Linked DNA regions of Hordeum vulgare: region 1 is linked to region 2. Evidence: chromatin contacts called from public Hi-C data. All regions are on one chromosome and are shown on one strand. The core of a region is the stretch at or near the end of the contact, and the rest is flanking DNA. Distances in the headings are between cores, read along the strand shown. Region 1 has its middle 130 kb from the start of LOC123444164. Region 2 holds the start of LOC123444162.

The links. A called contact is a pair of places that touch in the nucleus more often than the background predicts.
Region 1: a contact with region 2 is called in a Hi-C map of leaf, with 6 times the contacts expected there. The contact joins the enhancer-like site here to the promoter of LOC123444162 in region 2. A contact is called at or near these places in 3 of 6 Hi-C or Micro-C datasets (leaf and seedling).

What each region holds. Positions count from the first base shown.
Region 1 is chr3H:443,247,076-443,253,643 of MorexV3_pseudomolecules_assembly, reverse strand. It overlaps the pseudogene LOC123444165. Among protein-coding and RNA genes, the nearest start is that of LOC123444164, 130 kb to the right of the region's middle. Within about 2 kb of position 3,988, at least 3 of the 3 cell types and tissues checked have open chromatin away from gene starts, as enhancers often do. A contact at or near this core is called in leaf and seedling, where this site is marked.
Region 2 is chr3H:443,104,714-443,112,013 of MorexV3_pseudomolecules_assembly, reverse strand. LOC123444162 reads right to left here and starts at 3,064. Exons shown (of 10, transcript XM_045120796.1): 1 at 2,513-3,064; 2 at 2,321-2,398; 3 at 1,116-1,248; 4 at 577-815; 5 at 384-486. The coding sequence starts at 3,049.

The sequences.
Region 1 (6,568 bases), core at 2,739-5,238, 140 kb before region 2:
GTATCAGTCCCATGCCCTTCAAGTCCACCGGCGAGAGCTAAACCGTCAACCACGGCGCCGCAAGAGTCGTCATGTCCATGATAATAGTCAAATTGAATGTCGCATCAGTTTTGACTAGTCAAATTGGATACCACGTCACATGAAAGCACCACCCAATCATCTGAGGGGGCTAATTTAACCATTATGGATAGTTCGAGATTGCCTTCCAAAGGCTTCTTCCAATGCATCGGTGCTTAGATGAGGTTCTAAGCGTATTAAAAGCCATAGCAACTAGTCTTGCCAATCCATAAGTGCTTAGTTTTTGTTGTTAAGCTTTTCTCATGAAATTGTTTAATACCTAAATTTCTTCATGCATTGGTTGGCAGTCATTTTGCATAGGTTCATGCGCTTAGCATAGTTACCTCCCAAAGTCACCATAATGCTCTCTCTCTTCTTTAATTGCTTTGTCACATCATTTTTTTGCTTATGTGGCATCCTTAGCACCCGTACTCGATGAAGCACAGGGAAGGGCCAAGCTACATGTAATGGCTAGTATCGTAAGTTAGTATCATGCATATGATACTAGTGTATGATACTACCTGTGTAATTCATAGTATCATAGAGTATTATCTTAAATGACCTTATTTATTGTCATATAAGACACATACTAGTATAATATTATTATGATATGGTATCATGATATGACATTCAACTCTCTCTTTCTTCATTTAATTCTATATCATGTCATCAAAATTATCTAGCTCACATGTATGATACTAGCTATGATACTCTCATTACGACAAGCATAACTCGTTTTGACGTTGGGAAAATAAATAGAACTAGTGCATGAGGTCATCTTTAAAACATGTACATATTTATTTTAAAAGCATCTGAACATATTTTTATTTCATGAACAATTTACAAATTCTTGAACATTTTGTGTGTCGAAAAAGGGACAATGTTTTTTTGGGCAGTCGGTCTTCCACATTTCTTTTTCTCCAACAAACAAGCGTACATATTTCTAAGCAACGAGTCACTTTCTAGTCATTGGGCGAGACCATCCACGTGGTTCGGCGTTAATCTTTCGCTAGGCCCCCTCTCAAGTTGGGTTCCTTTATTTAGGCACCTTGTCCCAAAATGATGGAGTGACTATTTAGTGGGTACCCTTTAGAGGGCCAACCTAGTGGACACGTTTTGGGGAGTTCTAGAGCGCGACGCTAGGACCCCCTCTCGAGTTGGGTTCCCCTACTTTAATGTTTTGTCTCAGAATGCCATGAGTGACTATTACCTCAGTAACCCTTTACGAGACAACCGAGTGGATGTTTTCTCGGCATTCCAGTGCGTCACATGGCGTGCATTGGGTGTACCAACACTAATAAGTTTTTTGCACGCTCGATTGGGGGGGGCGTCCATGGTGGTGGCACGGGTTGGTTTTTGAATTTTGTCTGATTTTGTTTTTGTGGATTTTATTTCCTTTTCTTTCTTTCTCTTTTTGTCCCGTTAATCATACGCATAAGAAAACATAGTTGTTCTTCATGATGAAGCATAGTTGTGTTTTTCCGCAAAGCACATATGTGATTTTCGAGTGCTTCTCGAAAAGGCACAAACATGGTTTGGTGTGACGCAAATTTGTTCTTTTCATTGGTGTGCTTGCTAAAAAGCACACACTTGTGCTTCGTATTGAGGCAATGTTGGGATTCATGATGAAGCACAACTATACTTCCTTAGAAGTGAAAAGGTATACATCTCCTTTCAAAAAAAGTGAAAGGTCACTTTCCGGTTATTTTTTATATTATTTTTTTCATTTTTCCATTTTTTTTCTTTTTTGGTCTTGTATGTTTTCTATTTTTTATTTTTCCCTGGGTTTTTTCCAGGAAAGAAAGTTTATCAAACTATTAACATTAAATCTAGTTTTAGAGATCTTGATGTGGCAAACACAAAGAAGAAAACGGTTCATAATGTGGACACACAGTTTAAGAGATAAAACGATCTAAAGAACTAGGAGTGAATTCCACTTTTTATCCTGTGGTTGTACATTTGTGATACATATCATCCTATTTAGTGGAACTTTTATTGAAATATCATATTTTGGAGATTTTTAACACGGCTTACCCAAGTTTTGCATTTTCCTTATTTATCTTAGATATGATGAGCATATTGCGTCCATGATTCATTAAAAAACGTGTAAAGATCGGAGAGTACCGTTGACGATTACGCACATACTTATTTTGTCCACCTTTTTCATTCCTCGTTGTCGCCCGAATATTTTGGGTCTCCAATGTTATCTCACACCTTGCCTAATGGACGTGTATAGAAAACGAGAGTTCAAAGCTTCTAAAACAATATTTTAGATGAATTTTCACTTGACTGGATAATTAGTGTCACAAATGCAGATATAGTGTGTAAAATATGAAATTCACTCAAGAATTAATGAATGAAATAAACTGTCATGTTATGACATGTGTCACATATACATGTATCACTCGCCACCACAAGTGTACATGCGAGGTGTTGTGGAGGAGGACCGAGGGAGTTGCGTACGTGCACAGGAGGGATAGACAATGACACTTGCAAGAGTTACCCTCTAAGAAGTGATTAAGAAAGAAGTGGCGCCGCATCTTGGCCGGCCCATCGGCGCTCTCTAGTAACTCATGTGAAGCTATTGTGGCAAGTTATTTTTTCAGTTCTGATTTTTAGAGGTTTTTCGGTTCTCATTCAGTTTCCAAAAAATATAAAAAAATAATTATTAAAAACTAAGCACTTACTGAAATTTTATTTTAAAATTGTTATTTTTTATAAAATGCAAAACACTTCAAATTTTCTAAATATATGTTGAAACTTTTGTGAACTTTCTTAAAAATATGAAAAAGAAATTATAATGAACAGTACAGTTTTAATATTTTTCTAAAACTCTTATAACTCTTAGAATCAAAATATTTAAATTTTAAATATTTTTATATAAATAAGAAAAATGAAAAGAGAAAAATAAATAAATAGCAAGCATAAAAATAGAAAACAAAACGGTGGAGAAAACAAAGAACGAGAGCCATTTAAAAACTACTAACATATCGCGAGGGTGGGAGTAAAAAAAAATATTGGATATTGTCCGGTAGGTTGCACGTAACTTTATTACTCTGAATTGAGTAAAAAAAGACTTTATTACTCTGAATCAAGAATGTTTAGAGGTATAGAAATTGGGTCATAGGGATGACCTGCCATACATGGCATTTTATACGTAAAGTTGTTGTGTGTTGTGCAAGCCTATGCGCCTTGAAGTTAAAATTTTACGTTCGCGAATAAAAAGGCAGCTATCAAAATATGATTTCCACTTGTTGATCTCCCTGATGATTGCACCATAAGCACCCTAAAATCCCTGATCGATAACTTGCAGCTCCATTGAATAATCCGATACAGCTTCCACTTTGTTAAGATTTAGGTCTTTTGTTGATAATAACTTCTTCTGTAGGTGGCCACTAGTAAAGAAAAATAAGGGATCACCCCCCAAAAAAGCCCTAATTGCTCGACCGCCTCACTGGGCGCCCCGGGACCTCCTGTGGCGCTTTCAGCGCCGGATAGGGAACCGGCCCCTACACCGCTCTTTCTCGTGGGCCGGCTCATGTAGAATGCGTTGCTCATTAAAAGGTTCATAGAATTTTTAAAAGTTCAATGATTATCATTAAAAGTTTACCAATTTTTGAAATATGTTCATGGATTTTTAAAAATTTCATAGAGTACGAAAAAATCATCAATTTTCAAAAAAGTTTACAATTTTTAAAAACAGTTCACTGATTATTTTTTAAAGTTCACAAATTTTAAATTATGTTCACTGATTTTTAAAAACGTTCACTGATTTCAAAAAATTAGTTCATCAATTTGTGAAAAAGTTTACCGATTTAAAAAAAATCGATTTGGAAAAAGTATACGCACTAAAACAAAAGACAGGAGTCTAAATGGACCGGCCCATTACAGAGCGCCACACGCACCGGTTAGCAAAATTTCACTGTAACCGGCGCGTGTGGCGCTAAATAAAGTTTATCGAACACCCCTTTATCTCTACTAATAAAAAGCACGACAGGGCAGATCCAAATCACAATCTCAGCCGTCTAATCACTTCATCAACGGCCTAATTATGTTGTTAACAAACCTTCGGCGCTAACGAAAACTCCTCGTCGCTAACAAAAACTCCCGATCGATCTCTCTCTGGAACTGCTCCCGCAAACCCCCGCTCACCCCGATCGCCCGCCGGCCCCGCGCCGCTCCCGCTCCCGCTCCCGCTAGCCCCGCTCGGCCGGCGCCCGCCCCCGCGCGCCGCTCCCACCACCTCCTCGCGCGACGCGACGGCGCCAATCGCCATGGGCCTCAAGCTCCTGCGGCTCGCGGCGACGCTCCTCTCCCCGGGGCCTCCGGCGCGGACGCGCAGAGCGCGATCCTGCGGGCGACGGCGCACCACCCGTCGACGGCCCCGCTGTACGCGCACCACCTGGACGCGCTCCTCGCCTTCAGCCGCGGCTCGCGCCTCTCCGCCGCGGCGCTCGAGGAGGCGTTCATGGACCGCCTGCGCGCCGCGGCCTCCGGCAGCGGCGACGCCGCCGTGGCCCTCAAGTGCCTCGTGGCGCTCAGGGTCCTGCTCGCCCGCGGCGCCTTCATCCTCCGCGACCAGCTCCTCGTCGCCCTCCTCCGCCACCCGGCCTCCGGCTGCAACCCGTTCGCGCTCGCCGCCTTCCCGCTGGGCCGCTCCTTCGTCGCGGCCTCCTGGGTCAGGTTCTCCGCGCGCCTGCTCGAGGTCCTCCTCCTCCTGCCGGACGCCTCCTGCGACGCCGAGTACCTCACCGTGCTCCCCAACCCGCACCTCGTCTCCGAGCTCGCCGCCTTCGCCTCCGTCGCCTGGGCCCCCGCGCGCCGCTCCCGCTCGCCCCTCCCGCAGCATGGGGCGCGCTCAAGTACTTCGTGCCGGCACTAGAGTGGGTGCCCCACTACGGCCTCGACAAGTTCAAGTTCGGCCTCCTCTCCGGGCTCACCATCGCCAGCCTCGCCTCCCCCCGCCACCGCGCCTCCTCCCGCCGCTCAACGGACCTCCTCCTCCACCCTAAACGAAGGGACAGCGGCGACGGCGGTTCCAGACCGGACGGCGTCACGGTCAGGTATGTCCTGCTCCCTCTCCCCTCACTTCTCACCATCAGAAGAGTCTGGGACAGGGAGTTATCTTCTGCAATGGGTATTACCTCAACTAGCGATTTCATGAGTAAATTTAGATATCCCAGAGGCACTTTTAAGAAACAGAAAAGTTAAGTGTTATGTGCCAATTTTAGGCGTTTACACCACCATTCCCCCAGAGTATATCGCACTGTTGCAAGCTAAAGACAAAAACTGACATGAGATTTATTTAACATGCAGAGATTGGATGGTACTTCAAATGCAGAGTCTGAAGCTCTGCTCAAATCTCTATCGATGTTTGGAAGAGCAGTTGAATATATATGTATGTTTTCTGTACCAAAACAAGCCATGATCCACTCTCTCAAGTTCTTCGCAATTCAATACTCAACATGGGTGTGCCGAGAGGAGCATGTAAAGTCGTCAAAATGCACTCTAAAAGATGCCATCTGTTTGCACATTGACAAGATAATTGTGTCTTCAGCAGACTCCTTGTGCAGTGGGTTGATGCTACAAAGATCCATCTTGCAAGACATCAGGAATGCAAACGCAAGGAGCCATCATCACTGGATAATCGAAAATGAGTAATTCCTACTGCTAATCTGAGGCCTCTTTGCGATTCCGGTTGCATTTTACCAGCCTATTGTCCCTTTGATGCTGGAAAAGCAAGGGAGAGAGACAGAGCGCCTGACATATCAGTAGGCGGTGTATCTCCTTTATTCCACTTTTCTTCAACCATCGGTTTTCTAGAAGATGTGTTGTCCCCAGTGCTGGCTTGAGATCCTGTGTGTTCTGTTCAGGTAAATCTTCAGACTGAACGGTCATGCTATTTCTAGTCGCTGCATCATCCACCGAGTGTATATCTGCATCATCCACCACGTTTAGATCTAGCAGAAATGTGCACTTTCCATTACTCTTTGAGATTCCTACCATGGTCTTATTGTCAGTGCAATCATGAACAGGTAAAGCTGCCAGAGGGTGTGCCTTGGATGATAACCTTCCATCTCTGATCCTCCACCCTAAACAAAGGGACAGGGGCGACGGCGGTTCCAGACCGGACGGCGTCGCGGTCAGGTATGTCCTGCTCCCTCTCCCCTCACTTATCCCGACCGGACAGCATCAGATTCCAGGAGAGTACGATCAGCGTCATTGACATTCAGAAAAGCAGCTAGGGTAAAAGAAGCACGCAATGCTGCATTTGTTCTTGTAGCTGGTGGTCTTGGTGAAAGACTTGGTTACAAAGGAATTAAGGTAATGTGGTTCGAGTTCCTAATAGTGTATTTACAGCCAAGAATTGGAAAGACTGTCGTGTTGACGTATCATAGTTAAAATTTTGTATTCATGATTTGCAATGGTAGCAGGTATATACATCAATTTGCTCGATAAATCATGCTTTAGAGCATCCATATCCCAAGGTGGTAAGCAAACGCTAAGGGCG
Region 2 (7,300 bases), core at 1,815-4,314:
ACCAGGGATTAGATAAAGCAGACAAGACAGGTTGCCGTAATTTCTTAATACTACAGTGGAGTGTATTCATGACTTCAAACTTTGCCTTTGCTTTAGTGCTCAATGGCCAAAAGCTATGGTGCAAGGGATAGTTCCTCAGAGACTTCCAGAACCGCATATCAAACAAACAACAAATAAAATTCGAAGGCGTCCATGGATACTTGTGCAGATAATTACAGTTATCAATGATAGTGTAACATTGATGCGTCATACTTCAGCTTTCCTAGCCTCACCTACTAGTTGAAGATGTGAAATATTCCATTTGCTAAAACAAAAAATGCTGTTTTTCCTGCTCTAAGAAAGGTTAGTGGAAAACCCAAAAAGGACAGGTCAATGGAACATACCACACTTTGAAATCATTGCATACAACAAGATTCCTCCCATAGAATGACCAATAGCAACCAATTTTCCATCCTTGGGTACACTCTGCTGTTTTATATAATCTATCTGCACAAACAAAAAAGCATCTTAATTCTTACTAAGCAGTTCAAGGTACCTTCAATTAATCTATCAACAGTGAAGAGTATGTCTACAAACCGCTGCAGGTACATCCTCCTCCAGGTAATGGTCGAAGTCCCAATCATAGCTAACAATCAGCTCCAACTGCTTCTGAAGATCTTCTATGGTTGTGGAGAGGCGTTCCTGCCAGCCAAATAACCGAGGGGAAACATTTTGTTGACCTTCCCCAAGAATCTTCACAAGACGCTGGCTTAATTGGCTAATTTGATCATATATTGCTGACGTCTGTGGCAATTCCATCAACCCTAGAAATTTGTCTGCAACCTCCTCAAGACTACTAGTTAATGAGGCATCAGGGACAAGTTCTGTCACTCGATCAAAAAAACTGTCAGTGATGTTTCTCAGTTGGCTATCTTTTACATAACCTGAAAATGTTACACTCAATTGTGCCAAAGCATTTGCTAACTTTGTCACCAGCTGTGGTTCTTCTGATGTGTTTGTTTCTACCACATTTGTGTCTGTTAGTACTGGAACTTCAGAACTTTGAGGTTCGTTAGTTGACATATCCTTGGCAGGAGGAACAACATTTACTTTCTGTGTCAAAATTTTATCCACACCTGAATTAGAGGACGTGTCAGACTTGGTGCTAGCTGCAGCTAATTCTGATCCACGTGTGCTGAGGCCAGCACCACGCAGCTCAACAATCCATGTATCAAACCCTTGCATAGACATATGACGGGCAAAGGAAGCCTGTCATCATTTCATATGCATTAATGGAAGAACGGGGTAAAGGGGAGGCCATAAAAGAAATGCCTATAAACATGACAACAATAACAAGGAAGACAGTCGATGTATAAATGTTTTCTTGTTGAGTACATAACATATATTAATACATAATACAAAACAAGACAGGTAACGATATGGATCAAACTATTTTTTTCGAAAGAGCACCAGAACTGTTATAGAGGCAGGAATACATTTTTGATATAGTTTAACTCCTGTGATACAAGCACAACAGCAATTACACCTGTCATTGGACTCTTGAAAAGTGGACAAGCATAGCCAAGCTTAATAAGTTCTACAGATTCTCCTTCGTAAATTGTGTACAAGAAGCCAACAACTTAGGCAAACAGTCGCTGTAACAGTTAATAGAAAACTGAAAATATGAACTTGTGCTTTCCGTTTAAAGTGTGTTGTTTCTATATTTGTGCAAGATATGGTACTTCATTGCCGTCTAGCTGCATCCCAACCAGTACCATTAGTTATGCAAGTAAACATCAATTGCACCTCTTAACTAATTTCATATTAGCAACGTAAGAACTAATAACCATCCGCTGTGCAAGCAGACACTATGTTCTGTTCACACCAAATTTGATAACAACTACATGTAAACGTTTTCAAATTTTGGTACCTTTACGTCTGCTGAATGCTGTATCCCATCAGATGTGCTTATTGGAATAGCAATAATAGTAACACAATAAAGATGCCAATAAACATAATACAAACTTCTCTTGAAGAGAAAATGTTGTGTTTGTTTGTTCATAACACTCGGTTTACCCCATGATATTTTTATCGAACTTTCCTTTCTAAAATTTGGAGTGTGAGCTAAGGCATTTTTAAGTGTCACTCTAACCTAAGCTACTCCGTGTGATACGTGAGTCCAAGCTAAAAGATGGCTACCAGTTTGCATTTGCAACATCATTATACAAGCAATTTACAGAGATTAATGAAGCATCATATGGGCTTCTTCACAAAAAAACAAAATGTACTGTTTACAGCCCGATCTATCGATAGGAGTAGCATAATCATTAGATGAACTCACCCCAGGGGACAGGTCGAATCCCACGGCATTGGTGGCCACTCCGGACAGCAGCATCAGTGGGTGGTTCCTCTTGGGCGCCTGCGTAAGCCAAGCGAGCACGAGATCAGCAACGGAACAAAAGCAAGCGTAACGAAGCCGCGCCCACCGCCCAGCCGCAGGATCAAAGCACACACCTCAGGCGGCGGGCGGTACCTCCAGAGCGCGAGCCGCCACTCGGTGCCTGGCACGGGCGCGTAGTGCAGCTCGTCCGCCGTGCAGATCGCGGGCTTCGCCCCTTTCTCGCAGTCGCACGCCGCGGCCGCGGAGGCGAGGACCCGCGAGGTCGATGGCGAGGAGGAGGGCGGTGGCGGCGGAGGTTCCGAGGCGCTGTAGGAGGCGAAGGCGCGGAGCCGCAGCGGCGGGGCCGGCGCGCACGGGGAGGCCCGGACGATGGAGGAGGAAGAGAGGTGCGCGACGGCGGCGCCGGCGAGGAGGGCCCGGAGGCTGACGCCGTGGAGGAGCGGCATGGCGTTGGGCGGTCGGGGTCCTCGGCTTTGTTTTGTTTCTGGCGTGTTCTCTTTGCTTCGTCGCCGATTTGGTTTTCACCACCCGGTCCGACGCCGACCGACCGACCGACCGAACGGTATGTGTGGGCAGCGGTGGTTCTTCAGTTTGACACGGCGGATAATGTTGCACTGTTGCCGCTAGGGCCGATGACAGACGGAACTGAACACTTATCAGTGGTCGCATTTGTTTCTCAAAAAATGTGGTTTAGCAGAAGACAGAAACGAAAATGAACACTAGAACAGCCGCTCGGCACGAATGACCAGCTATCTTGTACTCCCTCCGTTTCTATTTTTTTTTTTTGAAATTCCACTATGTATTTACATACATATATATATATATATATACATAGACATATTTTAAAATGTACATCATTTATTATGTTTCATGTATAGTCCGTAGCAAAATCTATAAAAAAACTTATATTTAGAAACAAAGGGGTACTAGGAATCAAAGAAAAAAAGAAATAGATAGATTTTCGAAAAGGAACACTTTATTGTTAAAAAAAATTATAAGCATTACACTGGACCTCTTTATCATAACTAAAATGCACACAGTCAAACAATATTATCTCACATAAAAATAAAAAAATAAAAGGCGAGATACAAAGAAACATGTAGAGTCCGTATAACGTCATGTTGGATAAAAGTATCCCTCGTTATATTCTTTAATCGTGTACACATCTTCGTAAACAGGTCTTGATTCTCCAAACGTTACAGAAAGGACCATAAACGAAGAGTCCCAATACTTGTGTAAATAACCTACATAAAAGAATTACTTTTATCCTTAAAAACCTTATCATTTTTACATAGCCAAAGCGACCAAATAATGGCAAGTGCTCCCACGCTAAGAGCATCTCCAATAGATGATGTATATTTTCGTGTTCCAAACCGGTGATGCTTCAAATTTGAAGCACCAAAAAGTGTTTTTACATCTTCAAAAAAGGCTCAACTCCAACAAATGATCCAAAACGGAGATGTAAAAAAAAAGAGCAACTCCAAGAGATGGTCCAAAACGAAGATGTAAAACGACCAACTACTACTTCATCTCATACATAAATTCAACTACTAGACGAAACTACTCCTCGTTGTCGGAGCTGCGGAACTGCTCCCAGAACTCGTCCTTGTCCGGGTTATCGCACCCCTCATCCTCCTCATCGGAGTCACCCCAGTCCTCATCCGACGACTCGATAGGGATCACAATCGAGGGGGCGACCTCGTCCTCCTTCTTCACCCCCTTCTTTTTTGCCTCGACGTCGCACTTCCAGTAGTGCTCCAGCTCGGCCTGGACGTACTGCGGATGCTCTCGTGCCAACCGAGCCATCACCGCCTCGTTGCTCTCGCTGGGAGCGACGACAACGGCCAGTCTCTTCTTCGCCTTCTTCGCCGGCATCTCCTCCATCCGGATGCCCTGCGGCACGAGCCACTCCGCCACCGCCCGGGCCTCGACCTCCATGAAGTTGAGGTCCGCATTGGCCGTCCGGCACGCCACACCGCCATGTCGTAGGCACGCGCGGCCTCGTCGATGGTGGGATATGTCGTGGGAATGACCCTGACAATAGTACCAAGGGGTACGAACGGAGGGGCGAAGTCTAACTAGGCGCAGCGGATGCACTCGGATTTACGAGTTCATGCCCCACTCGGAAGTGGTAACAGCCCTACGTCTCGAGTCGTGAGGCTGGTGTTTTCTTATGGGAGGTGTAAAAGATTACAAGTGTTGAACCCTTGAGCTGGATCCCGGGAGTGGCTTATATAGTAGCTTCCACGACCGACCGAGCTTCATTACAAGACAATTAATGGTAATAAAGAGGGGAGTTACTAGAAACGTCAACTTTAACCCTTGGCGTTACTAGTAATGTAAGTCTTCATTGCACTTCATGTGATGGATTAAGTTGTAACGCCCAAGATACAATCCTATCCTTATTTTAGCACGAGGGCCCCATAGGGATAGAAGCGCATCTCGTCGTTTCGTAAGAATAGATATCGTTACAAGTACATGTACTGAAGATAAGAGTATATGGAATTGGCTTACACTCGCCACAAGCTACATCAGAGTCACATCAGTACAATACATAAATATCACGAAGAAGAGCAAGGTCCGACTACGGACAAAAACAAATGAGAAAAGAACGACGTCCATCATTGCTATCCCAGGCTACCGGCCTGAAACCCATCCTAGATCGATGATGAAGAAGAAGAAACTCCAAATAAACAATCAACACGCTCGCGTCAAGTAATCCTTTAACTGTACCTGCATCTGTTGTTGCAGTAATATGTGAGCCACAGGGACTCAGCAATCTCATTTCCAAAGGTATCAAGACTAGCAAAGCTTAATGGGTGAGGTAAGGTTAAGTGGTGAGGCTGCAACAAGCGACTAAGCATTATTTGAGGTGGCTAACTTAAGAGTACAAGAATAGGGGGGTGAACTACACATAGCGGACGTGAACTACTGATGATCAAATGAATGATCCTGAACACCTACTTACGTCAGGCATAGACCCACCGTGTCCTCGATCGGGGAAGGAGCTCACGAAAGAGACAGTCACGGTTACGCACTCAGTTGGCAAGTTTTAATTAAGTTAACTTCAAGTTATCTAGATCCGGATGTTAAACAAAGTTTTCACGTTGCCACATAACCGCGGGCACGGCTTCCCGAAAGATTAAACCCTGCACGGGTGCTCCAACTAGTCCATCACAAATTACCACAAGCCGCATAGAAATCCTCGATCACGAAACTCGCGATCTCGTCGGACTCCTTAGTGGAAAACCTCAACTCTGAGATTACCCAAAGCATCACCGAAATCCCGATGCACAAGACATTCATCAAAGGTAAAACTAATCCAGCAAGGCCGCCCGACGTGTCGACGATACCGATAGGAGCCGCGTATCTCGTTCTAAGGACACGACGGGTTGTCCAAACTTCCGGTAGGCCAAACACAGAGTTGCCCCTGGTTGCCACCGGCGGTTGACAGGTTGGACCAACACTCATGCGGAGCACTGACCCGGGGGTTGATTAATTACTCCGCGGGTGCCGGCGGGTCCCTATGCATTTTTATTAGGTTATTAGGCAAATGTAGTACCAAAGTTGGGCCTTGCCAGACCAGCTTTAATCTAAGACGAATTATCAAGGGGGTCCCCATAACAACCCCGATCGTGTTAGGAGCGCTCAATTATGGAATATATCACCGGTAGCCGAAACTAAGGGGGTAAAGGTGGAACAAAACACCGGGCTAGAAAGGTCGAGCCTTCCACCTTTTACCAAGTATATAGGTGCATTAAATTAAATAGCATTAATAGGGTGATACAACAAGGAACCCATGTTATCACATGGAAGCAACTACACTTGCAGCTAGCAACGCTAACACATGGTTAAGCAAGCGGTAACATAGCCAATTAGTTGTTTGCTAGGTTGTGAACAAGTCGAAGGTTTTCATGGCAATGTTGAGAGGCTGATATTTAACAGGTGGTAGGTAGCGAGACATGGCGATAGAAACGATAAAACTAGTATGGCAATGATAGTAATGGTATCTAGGGAAATGGTCATCTTGCTTGAGATCCCGCTTGGAAGAAGAATGACTCCGTGAAGCAGACGAACCGACGTGGTCGAACGGATCCTCACACTCCGAAGCGGTCGGAACTCTATCGATACGAAGCAAACCGGAAACAAGAATCAACACACGATATTCACCACACGATGCACAACACATATGATGCATGACGGTTGAATATATGCAAGACATGGCATGTCAATTCACAACAATCAAACACTACACATTAAGTGAAGTGCAATATGCAACGAGTTGCATATTGACGAAACTCCACATATGAATTATTTAGTTCTATCCCGATAAGGTACACGACAATATAAAATATTGGTTAAACATGACAAGAGGTGAAGCGTAATTAAGCTACCTATCTAGGCATTTTAAATAAGGTTGGAAACGACTTATAGCATCTCCGAACTGACATCATACGTTAATTTATAATTCTGTCCAGATCTGAGCTAACATGTTTTAATATTTGTTAAGCAGATAAATAAATAGGTTCACGTGAAACTACACGTCATTCCAATCAATTTACACGTAGAGAACATCTCCAACGGAGCTACGATTCAAAAGATATGATCACCGCAAGATATGATGCCATGAATGCAATATGTATGCAATTGACAGCCACAACATTCCAAACCAAGAAGCCAGCAACATAATATGAAACTACACGAGATTCTAAGCAAGTTACATATAGGACACGATTAAAACGGAGCAACGGTTCAACAAATACAAGCTACACAAGAAATAGTCATTCTGCCAAAAACAGTAACATGACATTTTTTACACCCCAAAACAACAAGCTACATAAATCTAAAATGCTCAAACAAGGCACGAGACAATAGTAGTCAAGATGCACTATAACATCCTACTGATAACATCTATCATGG